2 separate regions of the Ovis canadensis genome follow, and region 2 is linked to region 1. A link is a contact called in public Hi-C data. All regions are on one chromosome and are shown on one strand. The core of a region is the stretch at or near the end of the contact, and the rest is flanking DNA. Distances in the headings are between cores, read along the strand shown.

Evidence for each region. A called contact is a pair of places that touch in the nucleus more often than the background predicts.
Region 2: a contact with region 1 is called in a Hi-C map of fibroblasts, with 5 times the contacts expected there. The contact joins the promoter of CREBBP here to the enhancer-like site in region 1. A contact is called at or near these places in 2 of 2 Hi-C or Micro-C datasets (fibroblasts and lung).

The regions. Positions count from the first base shown.
Region 1 is chr24:18,282,928-18,287,692 of ARS-UI_OviCan_v2, reverse strand. All of the region lies in intron 2 of TRAP1 (TNF receptor associated protein 1), which reads left to right. Among named protein-coding and RNA genes, the nearest start is that of TRAP1, 15 kb to the left of the region's middle. Within about 2 kb of position 2,547, the one cell type or tissue checked has open chromatin away from gene starts, as enhancers often do. A contact at or near this core is called in fibroblasts, where this site is marked.
Region 2 is chr24:18,424,692-18,429,456 of ARS-UI_OviCan_v2, reverse strand. CREBBP (CREB binding protein) reads left to right here and starts at 2,665. Exons shown (of 31, transcript XM_069570662.1): 1 at 2,665-3,027. The coding sequence starts at 2,943.

The DNA.
Region 1 (4,765 bases), core at 1,298-3,797:
AGGTGTTTTCTTAGTATTTCGACCCACGTTGCCTCATTGTTCTGTGTTTCAGAGTATTCTTTATATATATATTATAATGTATTTGCTAATCCTTTACTGATGACACTCTGCCTGGTCATTGGCCCCTGACTCCTGGGGGGACCCCTACCCCAGAGTCTCATCTGGTATGTCGTTTAGGGGCCTTCTCATGACCCCGACATTGACACTTGGTGGGAGGGGGCTACCCCTTTTTGACAGCCGTATTTTTTTAGTTTACTGTTTTGAGTAATTAAATATTTGATTAGAAAGATGCTGCTTGAGAAGTCGTGCTCTCAGTTTTGTCCCCCTTTCCTTCATTCCCTTCTTCATAGGTCATCACAGTCGTCCGCTGTTTGTGTATCCTTCGTCCACCCCGCCAGTGTCAGATGCAGAGAGGAGGCTTCCCAGGTGGCACTAGTGGCAAAGAAGCCCCTGCCAGTTCAGGGGGCATAAGAGATGCAGTTGGACCCCTGGGTCAGGCAGATTGCTTGGGAAGGCATGGCAACCCACTGCTGTGTTCTTACCTGTGGACAGAGGAGCCTGGTGGGCCACAGTCCATAGGGTCACAGAGTCAGGCACGACTAAAGCTACTTGGCGCACACAGCACACGTGCAGATACACGTTTTTCTTCTGTCAGGATATGCACTTCTCCATGTTCTGCTGTTCACGTCATAGATACTGGAGAGCATTCTGTATCAGTACACAGTTTGCTCAGTCTTTTTTTTTAATAGCCACATTATAGTAGTGGGCCCGTGTCGGGAGGCACCATCACCTATGAGCCCTCCGTTGATGGACATTTAGGTGGTTCCCAGGAATTTGCTGTAGTATATGGCCTTTCATCTCTCTTTGTATTCAGGTTCAGCTGTATCCACAGAATAAAGTCCCCAGATGGACTCTCCAGATTAGAGGTTTGTACTCTTGACTTGATGTGAGAGTTGGACTGTGAAGAAAGCTGAGCGCCGAAGAATTGATGCTTTTGAACTGTGGTGTTGGAGAAGACTCTTGAGGGTCCCTTGGACTGCAAGGAGATCCAACCAGTCCATTCTGAAGGAGATCAGTCCTAGGATTACTTTGGAAGGAATGGTGCTGAAGCTGAAACTCCAGTACTTTGGCCACCTCATGTGGAGAGTTGACTCATTGGAAAAGACTCTGATGCTGGGAGGGATTGGGGGCAGGAGGAAAAGGGGACGACAGAGGATGAGATGGCTGGATGGCATCACTAACTCGATGGACGCAAATGTGAGTGAACTCCAGGAGTTGGTGATGGACAGGGAGGCCTGGCGTGCTGCGATTCATGGGGTCGCAAAGAGTCAGATACGACTGAGCAACTCACCTTCCACTGGCCTCAGACCGTTTCCCACACCCTGAGTGCTGTCCCCACAGGGTCACCAGAAGTACGGTCTGGAAAAGTAATAGCTCTGCGGACTTACTGTCATCTGAGCTGGTGAAGCTTAACCATGGTTTGAAGTAGAGCAAAATGCCAAAGCGGGGGCCTTCACTCAGGAAGTATTGATTAGGTTGTTCAAGGCCTGCCAGATTCCCTTTCCTGCCGCTCCTCCACTTCCCACCTGCAGGCCGGGCTACACTGAAGGCTTATCCTGCCCTCCCAGCCTTCAGGGAGAGCTGGCCCTGGCCCTGGCCCCATTACATCCCACAGGCCTCGGGGAGCTGCTCTGCTTAGACTGGTTTCCAGAGGCTCGTGTGCATCTGTTTGCAAGTCCAAAGTGACCCAGCGGGGTGGAAGCTGGTGGTTAGCTCCCCACCCCAAAGTCTGTCTGCTTCCCTCCCTCCTTCCTTACCCTCTCCCTCCCTCTCCTCTTTCCTTCCTGCCAACCTCCCTTCCACCTCCCTCCTGTCCTTCCTTCTTTTGGTGAAAGGCATGCCATCTAAAAAGGAATGCATGTTTCTAAAAGCAGCATAAAGGAATCCCCGCTGCCCACCTCAGGAACAGATGCCACCTTCCCTCTAGGGCACTGTGCGCCCTCCCGATATGTCCCTTTCTCTCTCCCCGCAGAGGTGACCGCTGACTTGAACAATCTGGATCTTATTCCCTTGCCTTTCTTCTTTCTTCTGCATGTGTGTTTATGGATAGATGCACATACGTACACACACAGTTTGTTGAAATCATCCTGTGTATATTCTGCTGTGACTTTCTTGGGTCAGCGTTGTTTTCGTAGCTTTATCCGGGGTAATGTGCATCGCCTGCTTCCTCGGTTGTGTTACTGTACCTTCACTTCTTTAGGTGTGATTCCTGCCGGAAGCGTGTGTGCTGTTGGATCGTTTGGTGTGCTCCAGGTGTTGGCTGTAAGAGGCACCCATGGCACGTTCTGTAAGATTCCCTCACGCGAACGTGCTGCCTCTGGTTCCTCCATCCTTGGCACAGGCATGGGGCTGCTGCTCGCCCAGGGCTTCTGGGTGTGTCCTTGTGCAGGCATCCTGCCCGCGGGCGCACGGGTGCGTTTCCATAGGGTGCGTGACTCATGTGGAGTTGCTGCGTTTAGGGTGTGTGTTTTTAATCCGCACTTGACTTTTTCAGAGTGGATCTGGGTTTACATTCCATCAGCTCTGTGAGACTCCCCACTGTGCTGTATCCTCACCAGAGCTTGGCATTTCCAGATGTTTTAAATGTTTGTCAGTTTGATGGTTATGAAATGATATTTCAGTTGTGATTTTTAACTGCCTTTTAATGGATTGCTAATAAAGTTTTTTCTATGGTTTATTAGCCATATTTCCTTTTCTGTGAAATGCTGTTTTTATTTCATTTTTTTTTTTTTTTTTTTTTTTGCTTCTGTCTTTTTCTTCTTGATTGTAAAGAATCTACCTGCAGTGCGAAAAACCCAGGTTCAATCCCTGGGATAGGAAGATCCCCTGAAGAAGGGAAGGGCTACCCACTCCAGTATTCTTGCCTGGAGAATCCCCATGGACAGAGGAGCCTGGCAGGCTATCCAGTCCACGGGGTCGCAGAGAGTCAGACATGACTAAGCAACTAACACTTTCACATATGTATTTCCGATGGGTGCTGACCTTTTATCAATAATACCCTTTGTCAATTGTTGCACATGTGTTCTCCTAGTTTGTAGCTCACCGCTTCACTCTCGGCCCGATGTTTGTTTTTCAGAGGGAGATGGAGTTTTTGTTTGTTTTGATGAACAGAAGTTCTTAATTTTAACTTTGTTAAATACCAGTCTTTTCCTTTATGAATTATCTCAGTGTTCTGTGAATGAAGGTGCATGGGTCAAACTAGACTTACTGTTTTTGTAAATAAAGTTATATCAGAGCATGGGTATGCCATTCTTTCATGTGTTACCTGTGACCACTCTCCTGCTGCAGCAGCAGAGTTGAGCAACAGGGCTCAAAACTCCTAAAATATTTACTGTCTGGCCCTTTAAAGATACCTGCTTCTTCTATGAGAGTTGTTCCCTAATTTCTACCAAATGGAAATGGATGAGCAAGTCTGTCAGCACCTTTTTCCCATCAGCACCTTCTTTTTTTAATATTTATTTGTATTTCTTTTATTTGGCTGTGCCAGTGCTTAGTTGTAGCACATGGGAGCTTTGCTCTTCCTTGTGGCATGCGGGGCCTTTAGTTGCAGCATGTAGGATATAGTTCCCTGACCCAGGCCCCCTGCGTTGGGAGTGCAGAGTCTTAGCTACTGGACCACCAGGGAAATCCCAGAAGCCTCTTATTTGCAGCTTTTATATTTCTCTCTTTTGGTAAACTTGCTCATGGATTTCATTTTCCAGATTAGCAAAGAGTTGCAAAGTAGCTATCACAGGCTAATTCTGGTTATAAAACAGTTATGTTTGGTTCAAACCTTTTAAAAAAGTAAATGCAAGCGTTTAAAGTCAGATTTGACATGAATATTTGAGTTTCTGATTTCTTTTGCAAAATTAAAAGTTCAGAGAGTCTGGGCCTGCGTGCTACAGCGGTGACGCTCTCTGAGGGCGGAGGTTGGCTGCCTCTGCAGACGCCGTCCTCACAGCTGTGCTCCCAGTCGCTCCTTTATTCCGAGCCCGTTACTACCGTTTCTTTTGCTGCATTATTTTTTGTGTAGTAGAGTTAATTATATTGATTGACTGTTTACAGGCCTACTTCACATTATAGTGCTTTGCTTCATTGCATTTCACAGATAATTGCATTTTTTACAAATTGAAGATTTGTGGCAACCCTGCGTTGAGCTAGTCTGTTAGCACTGCTTTTTTGATAGCATCTGCTCACTTCATGTCTGTGTCTCCCAGTATTTCAAACCTTTTCATTATTTTTATATTTGTTACAGTGATCTGTGATTTTTGATGTTTTTGCTCTTGTGATCGTTTTGGGGTACCACAAACCACAACCTGTAAAAAGTGTGATAAAATGCTATCAAATAGCATCACATACTACAGAGAAACCTTTGTGAAAGGGAGAGATTGAGAAATTGCCACAGGCACTCCAGCTTTCAGCACCACCACCCTTATCAGTCAGCACCCACCAACATCAGAGCAAGACCTCCACCAGCAGAGAGATTGGGACTTGCTAGAGTCTCAGATGATGGGTGGCATTTTTTTCTTCTTTTTCTTTTTTTTTTTTTGATGGGTAGCATTTTTTAGCAATAAAGCATTTTTCAGTTAAGGTCCATATCCTGTGTTTTTAGACGTAATGCTGTTGCACACTTAATAGACCATAGTATAGTGTGAACATAGCTTTTATATGCACTAGGAGACCCCCAAATTTGAGTGACTTTATCTCGGTAGCTGCTTTATTGTTG
Region 2 (4,765 bases), core at 1,416-3,915, 140 kb before region 1:
CTGACATGTTGTCCCCTCTGTGGAGAAATGGCCTGGAGCTGCTTCAGGCTGGAATCCAACCTTCTCAGTGTCCTTGAGACCTCTAGGCCTCAGGGGAGCCTGACACTGTTCATTCATTCATTCATCAAATTTTACAAACCTGCCTCCTGCAGGGCACTGTGCTGTGAAGACCTGGCCTTCGTCCTCACAGGGCTCCCAGACTTGTGGTGAGAAGGACACACAGGCACATTCAGATACAGGCTGCTGCTGTCCCCTGTGTTACTCTGTGACTCTAAACACCTCCTGCTTTCTTATGCAGTGACTTCTTGAATGTTTGTTTCTGATTTCCAGGATTTGCTGTTTGGCCTCTTTGAATAGATAGGGATTTCTTTATTCTTTGCCCAGGAAGTTAGTGCAGTGGCAATGCCCTCAGGAGATTCTCAAGGGATATTTGATAAACAAAAACAAGAAGGATAAAAAATGAGCGTGTGTGTGGTATACCTTCACAGAAGTATGCCCACAAGTGCTGTGGGAGCTCTAAACTGGGCTGGGAGGGCTTCCTGGAGCAGGTGATATTTGAACCGGGTCTTGGTATTAGTTAGTTTGCCAGGTATATGTATTCTCAGCACAGGGAACAGCAGTTGCAAAAGTATGAAGAGGTCTGAGTGGTAAGAACTTCTAGTGATTGTGGGGGGGGGGAGTAAGGATGGAGTGAGGCATGGATAATGGAAGAGGGATGCAAAGGGGGGCAGTCAAGATTTTGAACAATATACATAAACAGAAAAAAGTAGAAAGATCATTCAGTCTTTTTTTTTTTTTAGTTGAGGTATAGTTGCTTTACTATGTTGTATTAGTTTTTGCGGGTACAGGAAAGTGAGATCACTCAGTCTTAACACTTGAAGACCATCACAGACACTATATAAATGCTGTTTCTTTGAAGCAGAGTTTTTTTCTCTTTCCAAGAAGTTAACTCTGGTGCTGAATGGGGAGAAATATAGTTTTCAAGGGACGCTTAGTGGGGAGATGCCATTGGAGCCGGGGAGTGGGAGGAAGAGCGGTTTGCCCAGGTAAAGGACCTGGGAGGCAGGTTGCTCGGTGGGTGGAGAGGGAGGGAGGAGTCGGCGCTGACTCTCAGAATTCTGGCTTAGGGAACAGGTTGCTGGTGATACCTTTCAGATAAGGGCTTCGGATGAAGCGCTGGCAAGTTTTGAGAAGCAGATAAAAAGAACTGAGATGTGTGAACACCTCAGATTTTTGTGGAACCATCCTGTGGGGAGTGGCCAGGCGGGCCGATCCCCCTGGGACCCCACACCTGTCTGGAGCACCTGAGGGCTCCAGGAGGTTGTCGTGGGGCGGCGAGGGTAGCGCACCAAGGCCCGTCGAGGCCCTAAGCCCTGATGTAATGGGGCCTTCTGGGCCTGGGGACAGGCTGAGAGCGCCCGGCTGGAGGACAGCGCTCACCACCTCGAGGCAGGTTGAGGGTGTCGCACCTGGCGCCCCCGGGGCATCGGGCTGCGGAACAGGGGCTCAGAAGCCTGGCGACGCCCCTCACATCTCGCGGGGGCGTTCGAATTCCGGCCCCGCCACTTCCTGCCTCAGTTTCCCCACTGCACCCGCTCGCAGGCGAACCAGAGGGCAATGTGTAACCTGCAGAGGCCACGATACATCGCTGGCATCCGGCGAGGGGAAGTGGCCAGGCCTAGTCGCGGGGCAGCGGGGAGAGAAGCCGGGACTGAGCAGAGTCGCCCTGCGGGACAGGCGGGCCCTGTCACAGCCGACTCCACGCCCAGGGGCCCGGCTTGAGGCCAGGCCGCAGCCAGAGCTCTCACCGCCCAGTCGCCGTCAGAACAAAAGTGGCGGCGGTGCCGACGCCCGGCGCCCCGCAGGCCGGGCCCCCGGCCGGCAGTCCGGCCGTCCCTCCGCCCGGCAGCACAACGCACTGCAACCGCGCCTTCGGCCCTTTCCGTCCGAGCGCGCTCGGCTCTTTCCGCCGCGGCCGGCGCAGGTGGAGGGGGCGGGGCGGGGGCCGTGCGTAGTGACGCCGCGGGGGGGTGACGCACCGGCGTGCCCCGCCCCCTCCCCCTCCCCGTTCAGGCTCTGGAAAGAGAAGAAAAAAAACTTTCTTTTTTTTTTAATTGAGGAATCAACAGCCGCCATCTTGTCGCGGACCCGACCGGGGCTTCGAGCGCGATCTACTCGGCCCCGCCGGTCCCGGGCCCCACAACCGCCCGCGCACCCCGCTCCGCCCGGCCGGCCCGCTCCGCCCGGCCCTCGGCGCCCGCTCCAGCGGCCCCGCTCGCCTCTCGGCTCGGCCTCCCGGAGCCGCGGCGGCGGCGGCGGCGGCGGCAGCGGCGGCGGCGGCGGCGGCGGCGGCGGAACGGGGGGTGGGGGGGCCGCGGCGGCGGCGGCGGCGGCCCCGCTTCGCGCATTGTTTTTCCTTACGGCGGCGGCGGCGGGCCGCGGGCGGGGAGCGGAGCCCGGAGCCCCCCGGTAGTCGGGCCGCGAGCGAATTAATTAAGTGGGGCGCGGGGGGGGGGGAGCGAGGCGGCGGCGCGGCGGCGGCACCATGTTCCCGGGGACTGCCTGAGCCGCCCGGCCGGGCGCTGTCGCTGCCAGCCGGGCCCGGGGGGGCCGCCGGGCCGCCGGGGCGCCCCCGCCGCGGAGTGTCGCGCTCGGGAGGCGGGCAGGGGATGAGGGGGCCGCGGCCGGCGGCGGCGGCGGCGGCGGCGGCGGCGGCGGCCGGGGGCGGGCGGTGAGCGCTGCGGGGCGCTGTTGCTGTGGCTGAGATTTGGCCGCCGCCTCCCCCACCCGGCCCTGCGCCCTCCCTCTCCCTCGGCGCTCGCTCGCGGCTCGCGCTCGCTCCTCTCCCCTCGCAGCCGGCCGGGGCCGGCGCCGACCCCAGCCCCGGAGCCCTCGCCGACCCGGCCGCCCGCGCTCGGGGCTGTTTTCGCGAGCAGGTGAAAATGGCCGAGAACTTGCTGGACGGACCGCCCAACCCCAAACGAGCCAAACTCAGCTCTCCCGGCTTCTCGGCGAATGACAGCACAGGTGAGAAGGGGGCCGGGCGGGGGGCCGGGGCCCCGGGGGTTGCTTGTCAGCCCCATCCGGAGGTGAGTGCCCCCGGGAGACCCCAACTCGGCTGCGGGCTGTGCGGGGCCCGCGGAGCGAAGGCCCGCGCAGCCCCTTCCCCCGGACCCCCGCCGCCGAGGGGGAAGTTTGTCGGAAGACTGTCATGGGGCCCGAGTGGGGCGGCACATGCCCGGTGCGCTTGGATCGCCCGGAGCTGGAGAGCCCTCCTCGCCGGGAGACCGAGTGGTACTTCCAGGGAGGAAAAGTAAAGTGGAGCGTGTGTATTCTGCGTGGTGATTCCGTCTGCCTCCCACTGCCGCCGTGTGTCCGTCCACACAAGCTTGGCTGGCTGGAGAGATGACAGCGGAGGGTACGCTGGCTAGTGAGAGAAGGAAATAGTGCTGCCGAAAGGAATCCCGAAGTGTTTTCTGAATCGGTAACATATACACAAGGCTGCGACCAGAGGACTTTCCTAACAGCAGCCAGCCCGTGAGTTACGACTTATAAGTTTCTTGGAATGTGCTTCCTGGGAAAATGCTTAGTGCTATTTTGAAAACTCTTGTCGCTGGTCACCTAAGCCATTCCATTTTTCGCAACCCAGAACTTCTTAGCAAGATGTCATAAAAGTTGCTGTGGAGTGTTAATTTCACGTGTATAACTTCGGAAGAAAGTTAAACAGCAGATTCATCTGGGCTGCAGTCTCCAGGGGAGCTTGTGGTGTTCTTACAATGTACATATATATATATATATATATATAAATTATGTTCAGGAATGTAGGAATTACCATTAAAAATTTATTTTTATCAGAATATTGAATAAATCGTTTAAACAGCTTGTCTGGAGACCTTCTTCGGTACTCCTATCAGTTACCTAAGAGAAGTAGTTTAGTTTTCTGTAGGTTTAATGATTCTGGGTTCTTCTGGGCTGGTTCACGGTAGCGTTATGTACTAGTTGTGTTTCCTCTTTCAGAGCTCTCCTTTGCAGTAAAACACAAACTTGTGCTCTGCTGCCCACGATTTGATTCCCAGCGCTGCTTGCATTTCTCCACTACGGTCTTGCAGTAGAAGCATCTGAATATCAGTTTATAATGAATGGGTCCAAATTGAATTATATTGCTGCAGCAGTGCCTTCAGATTTGCAGTAGACACAGCTGTTCAGCTTGTGCAAATATTTCTTTGACCACTAGTGTTTTTCTACTAGTGGTCTAAATATCTCTTTATCCTGTTGAGACAAAACTTGAATTTTGTGGCTGCAGTTTTAATACAATTCCTAGACTATTATTTAATGTGGAAGTGACAGAAACAATCAAAAACAAAAAACATATCAGTCGTGAGATTCTTGTCTGGTTGAAATAAATTTGTTAAGCAGTGGAGAGGAATGAGTAAGTCTGGTGGGTGATTTTAAGTCACTAATAATACTCTATTTAAAAGCTGATAAAAATTGAGTTTGATGTTAATTTTTAAAAATCGGCTTATCTGAAGTGAGAGATGTGGAAACAGGCAAGAGTTAAATGCTCTGATTTCACTCCATGAAAATACTATGGTTTTACTGCAGAATAGATCTCCTTTGCTTCATTAATCTTGACATATTTGAGTGAAAAATCTTTGAACATATGAAATGTAGATCATACCAGACGAGTTTGGCCTTGAAGCTTGTCCTCTGAAACTGGTAACTTTTGAATGGCTTTGCAGCTTTGCTATTGTTAAATGAGGTTATT